Linked DNA regions of Anas platyrhynchos: region 2 is linked to region 1. A link is a contact called in public Hi-C data. All regions are on one chromosome and are shown on one strand. The core of a region is the stretch at or near the end of the contact, and the rest is flanking DNA. Distances in the headings are between cores, read along the strand shown.

Region 1 (5,480 bases), core at 913-3,412:
TACAGCTTTCAGTCAGCTTTTCAGTCATGTTTTACTTTTTTTTTTCCCTAGCTGCATCACATGAAAAGCATCTGACCCAAGAGCAAGTTAACAGACTCTTTGAGCAAACCCCCACACTGTATTTATATTGTCGTCAAAATATTTCTGTTTTTTCTCTCTTCTTTAAACAGATTTGTGAAGCCATTTCCTTGAAGGATCTCTCACAGATAATGTAAAGCATGCCAGTTCCCAAAACGATTGTGTGACAAGCTGCATCACAACTCTATGATTTGGGGGATCACAGTCTCGCCAGAAGCAGTTGTTGCCATACTTCTGGTTGTTCTGAAGCACCTAAGGACTGTCCTGGTTTTGACTATAGGATAGAGTTAATTTTCCTCCTAGGAGCTGGTATGGTGCTGTGTTTTGGATTTAGGATGAGAATAATGTTGATAACACCCTGATGTTTTAATTGTTGCAGAGCAGTGCTTACACTAAGCCAAGGATTTTTCGGCTTCTCACACTGTCCTGCCAGAGAGGAGGCTCGGGGCACACAAGTTGCTGAGAGGGGACAGATCCAGGACAGCTGACCCAGACTGGCCAAAGGTACATTCCATTCCATATGGTGTCATGCTTTTATTATTATTATTATTTTCTTTCTTTTCTGTCCTAACAAACTGTCTTTATCTCAGCCCACAAGCTTTTACTTTTTTTCTGATTCTCTCCCCCATCCCACTGCACAGGGAGGGTGAGCAAACAGCTGCGTGGTGCTTAGCTGCCAGCTGGGTTAAACCACAAGAAGGACATGCTGTGGAATTGCCCTACTTTGTTCAATTTTTGTACTTACAGCTTTACAGTAGGAGGTCCTGGGGAGCTTTTGGTCATAAACTGTTACAACCATCCAAATATATGCAAGGAATTGTGACTGTTTTATTTCAGGAGGTACAAAAGCTGCAAATAGAACTACTGATAAAAATTCAAACACAGAAATGTTCCCTTGGCTTTCAAATGGAAACAGATACAACACCATCTCTAATAAATAAATAAATAACCTCTTATGCTTATCCAGAAGATATGAGTAGGGCCAGGCCTAGTGTATCTGAGGTTTTATACTAGAATAGACAGTACTTTGAAAGAGTCTTGCTTGGTCTACTCCACTCAGTAAATCTCTAGTCCCTCAAGGGAAGTTGATTATTGAATAACAAAGTAAACCTCTTCCTCACAACTTAAGGAAGTCTACTCATTTGTTAAATTATTTAGCATGCAGTCAGGGCTCATGATGGAGTGCCAGCTATGGAATGGTTTCATTTAAATTGTAAGAAGATACTGACCAGTGGGCAGCTGACACTGTTATGAGTGTTCATGCTGAACATGTCTCCCATGGTGTTACACAGACCTAAGTCTCATGGTCCATTGATTCCAGCATTTGTAGCATCATAGAAACCGTGTAGGTGGCTGCTTTCTAATGTATGTAGAAATGAGTTAAACATGAGATCGGAATCAAACAGACAAGGCCAAGGTATTGGCAGCAGAAGGGGAATTAAATCTGATGAGGTCTGCGGTCAGAAAGCAAACAGTGATACATCCAGATCAATGTAGTATCAGCAACGTCTTGCTCATTCAAACAGCTTGTCCTGTCTCCTCATATGTGTGTTTTGTACAGTTCTGCTAAATAAATAAAGTAAAATAAATCAAGTACCTTCTTAGGAGGCAAATGCATTAACCTGCAATGGAGTATTATGCCTTTAAAGCTATTGGTATCTCTTTTGCTTTCCAGATTTCAGGACAAATCCTTCAGGCAATACCAGACTCCAAGAAGTCAGCAGATCTGTTTGCATGACTAAAAATCCTTTGAGTTAGCGCTGCTCTGAAGTCGATGATAAATCAATAGTGACTTTGGCTGAAATTAGGTCACTCCTAGAGAAAAGGAAAACACGTGCCTAACATCTTTTAGGAATGCAGATGGCAGACAAAGCAAGGTGTTCCCCATAACAGTGCAGATGAACCTGTACCATTTATTTGGGCCTTCTGCTCGTGTAGCCACCATGGGGAGGATGTGGGTGAGATGTGTAAGTTATACATTAACATTGAAATAAGTGTTTCCACGTTGTATTTCAAGGAGGCAGACTGCTCCATATCCTATAACAGAAAGTCTCACTGTATACACTAGGGGGCAGAGGCCTTCTGTGCACGGACATCTCTGCAGTTGGATTAGCTGTTTGACACGAGCACAATTCCAGTCTGAACTCTGTTACACATTGTGATAATCCTTGGAGATTTTATTGTCATCAGATTCCTGCGAAATACATTAGGTGCACCTATAGCCCTCTGTGGAGAACTAATCTGTGAAATGTCTCATGTTGCAAAGCTCCTGGCACTACCAGAGCTGTTGTTCTGAGACCAGTTGTTTGTCAGATTACACCATGCTATTCACACGCTTGGTTTTAGCTCTGCTAGTTTCTGCTGCTGCTGTTGTATTGTGGCTAGTGTGCCCATTGCTGGAGCTACAACTGTAGCAGCAAAAGCAAGAAATCAGAGAATGCAGCAAAAATATATTTGTCGTTCCCCTGTAGGGTAAGGGGGAAACGTCCTATTTTGTTTTTTGTTAAAAAACAAAACCCACAAGGCTTTATTTCCCTCTGTTTCTTAAATTTACTCCTGTCTTCATGTTAAGCAGCAGCTTTCCAAGGGATCCGCTGTCATACTTCTGTAAGTTTCTTTACATGGAAGCACTTGGAATAGTTTATTTTAATAACTTTTAAAGTAAATTAATTAAGTTTGTTTTTAAACCCTTCCCCTTCAGCAGGAGTGGCCATTCCTAAAATAGCCTTCTCAGGCATGTAGTTTATTTAACTTTGCATTAATACCATTTAATCAAGCCTTGAATTAGGTTTTGAAACAACTCAGTTAAACTGGTTCAAGCCAGTTTGATTTTCAGTTGTGCAGTAGCTGAAGAGTTTATTTCATTTTAAGATAAATAAGAGAGTTCACATGGGTTTCCTACTGATCAGACAAAGGAGTTCTAAGTCAAATTTACGGTTAAACCACCGCAGCTTTTCGAAACCTTAGGGTTTTTATTTTTCTTCTTGTACAATGAAACCATAAGTTGAAAAAAAAAGAGAGAGAGAAAAAAAAAAAGCTTTTTGTATTGAGGAGGTTCAAGCTTAGGTCTCAAATTAAGGAAATGCTAATAACTAGCACCTCCTCATCTTCTTTATAACTTCCCCCCCTCATCACCATGTGACAACCAAAAATTGCTTCAAGAAGAACTTCGGAAGATTTTTATTTTTAAATTCTGCAAGGTCTTACACTTTGCTAATGAATCATACTCCTTATCTGTAATTTTTCACAAATGCAGTTGCGCTTGCCATTTTCCATTGCATTGCTGTATCTCACCCAGATCACCTTGGTGTTCCTCCCATGCTGTCCCAGCGGTATCACTGTACATCTCACAGCTGTTTTCATCTAACAGCAGCATGTGTTTCCAGAGCAGGAAAACTTTGCAGACATTTTGGGTGACACCCTTGGTCAAAAACAGTCTTCGTGAAACACTTGTGCTGCAATTCTCACAGACAGGCCAGAGCTGGCTGTTGCAGGTGCATAAGCTCTATCGATTTAAGCCTGTCCGTGTTTGTCCCCCAAAGTCCTGTTTGAGCCTGGAGATCATTTTGGCCAGGGGTAGGTTGAAGCACAGCTGCTATTTAACAGCTCACACAGTGAGAGACAATGGTCAGAGAAAGAAATAAAAGAGAACGGCATGCAAATCTGACACTGCCAAAGTTAGCCTGGCAGAAAGTCATCACCCAACAGAGGAAAGGACATTGCAAATAGATAAAAGCCACAAACATTATTTTGAATACAAGATATGGGTTTTCCAAAATGCCTGTAATATCTGTGGAGATGTAGTTGCTTTTCCTTAAATCCACAAGAGGAACTGCTTATTTGCACAGCACCAATGGAGACAGTGTGGTCCTAATTTCAGGGGAAGGGGAAAATAGCAGGGTAGAGAACATGCTGTGATGGAGTCTACGTGAGCACTTGAACAAAGGGAGATGCTGCATCAGAATTTGGATCTGTGCTCAGTAATGTAGTCTGAAATCACTGACTGGTCTCCTGCAAAACAGCCCTGTGAAAAACTGGGCAGGCAGTCTGGTTTCTGCTTGGTTCAGTCAGGAGCTTTACTCTGCTCAAAATCTTTGGTAAAGGAATAACACCGCTCCGTGGACACATTGCCTGATAGTCACTAAGCAGTTCAGTGCTAGCATCTGTGCTGTCACTGAAGGCAGCATAAAACTCAGACAGCAGGTAGGCGTAGTGCTGTCAGAAGAGCTGCAGTACTCATATCCCAAACAAAAATGTACAGTTCCTCATGACATGTAACTAAGGTAGAGTTTCGTCATTTTCCCTATGAAGGCAGATGAATTTGGTAATGCAAATGGCAGGAAAAAGCAAATGCAACTCCACCGACACCTCCATTTTATTTGTGGATGACTTATAGCTGTTTTCACGTGTGAACACAAAAGCTGTGATAAATAATGTCAACATCAGATAAATTATTTAAAAAGAAACCTACCTTCACTGTAATTCAGAGAGGGAAACAGTAATGCTGGTGACTTTCTGTATGAGCAAGAGTAGCGTATATGAGACCGACTTTTCCCATGTACTCATTTCAAATGCTGAATTTGAGATAACTTTAACCTCATTCTTGTACATGCTGAGAAGACAATACTAAACACTTCATGAAAGTCGTGGCTCATGAAAGCCATGGCTTAGTCCAGATCAGGTTCCTTTCAGACACGCAGAAACAGAGACACCAAAAGTCACTGTCCAGTTTTGAAAATGTTGCTCTTTACCTCTCCCTGCCTCATTTTTTTCATCTGCATGATGTGAAGAGATGATAATGAGTGAGAAATGCCTTGATAGCCAGAGAAGGGGTAGCAAAAGTCTCATTAATGAAGATAAGTAATGCCCACTGTACTGCACAGAATGCCAACGTGCAGATCACTGCTCACCCACTGCTGCTTTCCTCCCTAAATTATATTTCTGTCTCCCGTGTCTTTCTGCAGAGCCGTTCACACTCCTGCTTATTTCAACATTCATGCAAGAGGTTCCATAACTGCATCAGGATCATTTCATTCTTCCACCCAGTGCAAGGGTATGAAAAGCCAGTCAAATCATTTCATCTCTTAAAATAATTTCCTCTCTCAGAAGGCCAGTGTGACACTTTCTATAAGCCTACTCTGCTAATTCAGGGAAGACTCCTTGTGAGTGCTGAATCACGTCTAGCCTGCAGATCCTGGTATGTAGTTAAAACAGTCGATGCCACAGCAGATGCTCTTGACAGGTTTTGGCAGATAAGTTTTTCTAGACCTTGAAAAGATGAATTTATTTCCACTGTAGAGGTTATATGTGAATGCAAAACATGCAGTTCTAAGTTCTGAACTGTATCTGATGGTCTCTGAATAGCTACCCCGTGGACACTAAGGAAATAAGGAAGCTCTTCT
Region 2 (5,480 bases), core at 1,204-3,703, 64 kb after region 1:
GGTGGGCCACGCACAGGGCGTTCAGTGAAAGGTCCATGAAAGTGTTTTCAGCAAGTGCCTGATGGTGGGGACTTGCCTTTTGCCTTGTGGCAACGCACCAGAGCCGCGGGATGGTTTGGGACACGCAAGGCAAGGCGTGCTGCCTCTGCCACCCCCCACAGACAGGCCCTGCAGCTACCAGAGGGGCTGGTCACTACGTGGGGACACGCGTGACTTCTGAAACACCAGTTCTTCCTCCTGGCTCCTCCTCTCCCTGTCCCTCTGACGGCTCTCCCTTCTGTCCTAGAAAGAGGATGGCACTGTGAATCGGGACTTCAAGAAGACGCGGACAAAGGAGCAAGTCACGGAAGCCTTCAGGGAGTTCACCAGGGGAAACCGCAACGTCTTGGTGAGCAGGGGCTGCTGTGGGAGCTGCAGCGAGAGGGCTTCTCCTTTAGAGGCTACTCCACAGCCCAGGGGAGCTCTCTTGAAAGAAAAATGGCAGAGAGAAACACCATCCTGTGGTGAGGGTGAGGAGAGGAGAGCTGGGAGGGGACACATTCACTGCAGCAGCACCCATCAGGTCCAAGTCCACTGAGGGCTCAGCCACAAAGCCTGTTGCAGAGGCTCTGCCCCGTCACCCCCAGGACTGATGGCAGCCTCCGAGCCTCCTTTTTAGCCTTGGCTTTGACACAGCAGGTGCCAGAGACTCCTGCCCCGAGCTCACTGGCAGGAGGAGAGGCCAAGGCACCCCCATACCTGCAGCGGGTGCCCTTCTCGTGGGCACGCCACAGCTGGCATTTCCCAAGTTGTGCTGCACTGCCAGGAGAACACGAGCTGTAAGCAATTCATATGGGCTGTGTCAAATATCCTACTGACAAAGGGCTTTATTTTAAGTTGCACTCTGTAAAGCCTACAAATGAAGGGCTGCAGATGGGGTAGCCCTCGGCACTGCCTCTTTCAAATTTGCTTTGACAGCAGTTACCCAGGGATTACTCTTGGATCTGCAGATTAAGCTGCCTGGCTGTGTTTTATCTGCGGAGAGCTTGGAGCTCTCACACTGTCACACGCAGTCTCTGGACTCCTTGGCCAAACCATCTCCTCAGGCAGTCACAGCGTGAGCAGTTTAATTGTGTGACATTGCCAGGGTACCTGCTGTGCACAGGCTGTGCCTCGTCCTCCTGCCCACACCTCAGAGATGAATTACCAAAGGGGCCCCGAGGAGCCCTGAGTGCCTTTTAGCAGTTTGCAGGGCTGCTTGTGAGGAGCACACGGTCAGCACTGAGGGTTTGTTTGCCTTTGTGGTTTCAGAACAGCTACCTGATCCGGCTGAAGGGTATCCGTGCCACCCTGGAGACATCCCCCTTCTTCAAGTGCCATGAGGTAACGCTCACGTTCCCTTCCTCAGGTGCCATGTAGGTAGATCTGACTGCTTTAACCCCAGCTTGTTCAGGGAGGAGTCAAATTCAGAGGTTGTAAATTTCTTCAGTTTTGAATTTATTCTTATATTTCCATACCTGTTTATCTAATACTGACAGCAGGTGACTGAAATAGTGTTCATGCATCTGACACGGGCTCAGATCTAATGGAAATCAATGTTCATACAAATTAAAAGTGATGTCAAAGGAATTCGATCTGCTTATGGTTTTATATGACTGGAAATAAATCCTGGTTTAAAAATAGGTCTTCTTGGGAGAAATTCCTGCCTGAATGCACAGGTCAGGTATCATTTGGCTGCCAGTTTCTCCATGCCATTTCATCTACCTGGCAAACTGCAGAGTGCATTTCCTTGGCACATGTTGTCATACGGGCAGGAATAATGCCTAGCTCAACGTGTTGGGAGTCGCTGCTCCCCCTGCCCAGCAGAGCTGTGCTGCCCCTCTGATGGACCTTGATGAATGCCTCCCCCCAGCAGTGCCTGCATGGCAATGGGAAAACCCAGGGAAATGTCACAGCTGAGTGTTTTGGGTCAGTTCAATGACAGAAACAAAATGCTCCCTGGAGTGAAGTGCCAAAGAGTTCATTTGAAAATGCAGGAACAAAACAGCCTTTTCAAAGAGGCTTTGAAAGGAGTTTCCAATCCTTAAAAATTGTAAAGAAGAGGCTTTGACTTTCCACCAAACTTCAAGATGAAGCATAGCAGGAGGGCTGCCAGGCCCTTCACGTCTCCCCGTGTGGGTTGGGGCTCCTCTAAGCAGCTGCAAGAGAACTTGGTGAGTCAGGCCAGGCAAGCAAAGAACGTCAGCAAAAGGCTTTTCCTTAAAATGCTGTATCCTGGCCAAGAGAGGGCTCTAAGAGCTTAGGAGAAGAGCTGAAGATAAGCATTTCTGGGAAATAATGCATGTTGCTGGAACTTGGAGATTTTCCCAATGCACTGGAGGAGGAAGTCTCCTTGAAAATGTGAATACATCGCAAACAGCACACGCATCCAGCTTAAAACCCTTGTCTAAAGGCAAACCCCAGTGACAGGACGGACATGGGAGTCCCTGGTGGCACTCAGTGCTGCTGCCTCGAAGGGCTGATGCCAGCAGGATGTCCCCAGAGCTGTGCTCCTCCTCTGGTCTGCCCAGGTTGTGGTGTGCGACCTGTTTCCAGGTATCTGCACAGCATGGTGTGTGTGCTGAGGCCATTGCGCTTTGCACACCTGAAGTCCCCGTATGTGACACGAGCATGTGGGCTCACAGTCCACCAAATCTGTGCACATCCAGACGATGCGCTTCACCTTCACAGATGAAAATACCTGCAGGCTTTCCTGGGGTTTGTGGCTGGAAGGCCAGTCAGTAAGAGTGAACCCTCCAAAGTAGCAGAAGGAATTTGTGGAAGAGGAAATTTGTGTCTGGTCACCCCCATAACGTGTGTGCAGAGCACTGTAAAAGCCAGGATGCTCTAGGGGGAGATCTGGGTGCTATCAAATGATGTTTCAGGCAGCAGTTTGTAAGTACCTCGTCCTTGGAGCATACCTGTTCCTACAGCGATGCCTGCAGAGTTGGTGGGTGTGAATGGTGCTAACCAGCCACCAAGAGCCAGCTTTGGAAAACCTTCAGTCAGGAGGCTGGGATTCATCTCACTCCTTCCCCAGGAACCTTGACTCAGTTTCCGCAATCACATCTGTACCTTTTGTGCCTGTGTTTTGCTGACCTTTTTCTTCTGCCAGAAGCGGGGAATTGTATGAATAAATCAGCCGGTCTGAATGCCTGATTTGCATGGGCAAACACTGCTGGCAAAGCACTGATCTTGCTTTTGCTCATGCAAAATCTCGGCATAACCTCTTGCAAACACAGCTCTAGGTGAGGTGTCAGAGCTGGGTTTGATGTGAAGCAGGTGCACAACTAACTGACCCCCTGTCTCCGCAGGTGATCGGGAGCTCCCTCCTCTTCATTCACGACAAAAAGGAGCAAGCCAAAGTCTGGATGATTGACTTTGGGAAAACCACCCCGCTGCCAGAGGGACAAGTTCTGCAGCACAACGTGCCCTGGGTGGAAGGGAACAGAGAGGATGGCTACCTCTGGGGACTGGACAATCTCATCCAGATCCTGACAGAGTTGTCCCAGAAGGAGGACTCGCATTAAAGCCATGCGTCCGACTCTGCCACTACCCCCAACCTGTTCCCAACTGACTCTTCTGAACTGCACTACAAGACACTTTCCAACCCTTGCCCTTCCCATTTTAAAGCTATTCTCTCCCTATTTAAGGTGGTTTTGTTGTGTTGTTTTGTTTTTTTAATTCCACATGTAAATACAGAGCTAACCTTCCAGAACAACTCCTGAACTTGAAACCTTGGCTTCACAGAGTCAGTAGCCCGGCTGTGCTGGAGCAGCCGGGGAGGGGTTGGTTAGGCAAACACACACTTTCCCTACCATGCTTTTGTCTCTTGTGCAGCATGGTTTTAAGGGAACCTTCCTCCTGGGTGGCCATGGAGACGCTGTGGGTCAGGGGATGCTGCAGCCGAGGCCCTGAAGTGCTGCCCAGCCACGGGGCTGTGGTGGAGGAAGGAGCCTCTGCCTGTGCTGGGTTCAGCAGCTTCACCTCCAAAACACCTCTGGCCACGCGTGGGACCCTTTAGTACCCAGGGTGGATGAGCAAGGCTTGAAGATGTTAAAAGACACTGGGGTTGATTACCTTTAGTTGCCTTTGCCAGAACCTTTTGCCCTGGGAACTGTCTTTGCTGAGTGCGTAAATCACTAGAATTGCAGACCTGAGTTTTTGTGTTGAAGACATTCCATTAATCCTGTGGAGGTTTCTCTGTTATTTTGGAGTCACACTGGAGGGTGAGGGTTTTGCTCTCGCTGCAGGGCCATGCGGTTGGGTACAGGTATCTCCCACGGCCGGGTGCTGCCCCCCCATGTCACCCACCTTGGCTGCACTGGCTGGGTGGGCAATGCCAGGAGCTCCTCACTGACCTTCCACAGTGAATAAAGGCTTTGGGCAGGGCTGGCAGGGAGAAAAACAGTTTGTAATGGACGCCTATGAGATGTAAGGTAGACATCCAGGTTGGTCATTCTTTTTTTTTTGGGTTGTGCTGCCAATGCCTGCTCCTGGCCCAGAACCACCCTCCCACCTGGAGCACCTCCACCATTTGTACCCGTGCCAGTTTCTTGCCCGGTGCTTCCCAGCAGCTGGGAGTTTTGGCAGACGAGCAGCACTCAAGGTGCCCCATTAGGCTTGTGTGGCAAAGCAGAGGGGGGAGGCGAGGCGTTCCTGTGCCTTCCCTTTTTCTTGCACTGCTTGCTGGCTCTGCCGCTACGCTCAGTTGCTAGCTTCCCAGCCTGTGTTTGGCCTCCCTGCTTCGAGTCCTGTGAAAACAACCAGTTCTCTATTCAGGGTGGAGGCTATTTTTTAACTTCCTGGAACATTTGAACTAAGCAGCTTGCTCACATCAGCACTGGCTCTCTAAAGGTCAGCTATTGATGGGCCGGCAGGACCGAGCTGCAGCCACAAACCCTGCACCTGCTTGAGCCCCAGGCCCCGGCTCACCTCGCTCCCGGCAGTGATGCTCGAGAGCCCCTCTGCCATCATCTGCTGAGCATCACTCCCCTGCTGAGGGGCGTCTTCTGGCAGCAATAAGGGGGATTGGGCTGTCGAGCCCCCAACAGCTGTGCCCCAGCCTCTTTCCCAAGGATTAAACTCCCCAAGGTTTTCGTCAGCTCCTGTCTCAGCAGACAAATGTCTTTAGCTCATATGATGCCATTGTAAATGGTTGCATTGTTGCAGCTCTTCACCAGGCTTTCTAGACTAGCCCTTATGGAAGTGCCTTACAGACTTGCCTCTGTTCCATTAGTGTCATGGAAAAGGTTGGATTTTTTTTTTTAATGTTATATTTATTTTCATCCCATTTTAATTGCACAGAACACTAAAGCTTCATGCATGGAATCCTTTTTTTTTTTTTTTTTTTTTTTTTTTTTTTTTTTTTTTAACTGTGTTTTTAGTTTTTAAACCATCCCTTTTCCACCTTTGGAGAAAAGGTTTGAAGCGATATGCCTAGATATGTACCAGTTATTGCT

The links. A called contact is a pair of places that touch in the nucleus more often than the background predicts.
Region 2: a contact with region 1 is called in a Hi-C map of skeletal muscle, with 4 times the contacts expected there. The contact joins two enhancer-like sites. A contact is called at or near these places in 5 of 8 Hi-C or Micro-C datasets (F1 follicle, liver, skeletal muscle and 1 more).

What each region holds. Positions count from the first base shown.
Region 1 is chr3:19,945,474-19,950,953 of IASCAAS_PekinDuck_T2T, forward strand. No RefSeq gene overlaps it. Among named protein-coding and RNA genes, the nearest start is that of PSEN2, 5.4 kb to the left of the region's middle. Within about 2 kb of position 2,163, at least 2 of the 8 cell types and tissues checked have an H3K27ac peak or open chromatin away from gene starts, as enhancers often do. A contact at or near this core is called in subcutaneous adipose tissue, where this site is marked.
Region 2 is chr3:20,009,503-20,014,982 of IASCAAS_PekinDuck_T2T, forward strand. ITPKB (inositol-trisphosphate 3-kinase B) reads left to right here. Exons shown (of 8, transcript XM_027453678.3): 6 at 287-388; 7 at 1,291-1,362; 8 at 3,333-5,480. The coding sequence ends at 3,548. Among named protein-coding and RNA genes, the nearest start is that of STUM, 43 kb to the right of the region's middle. Within about 2 kb of position 2,454, at least 1 of the 8 cell types and tissues checked has an H3K27ac peak or open chromatin away from gene starts, as enhancers often do. A contact at or near this core is called in subcutaneous adipose tissue, where this site is marked.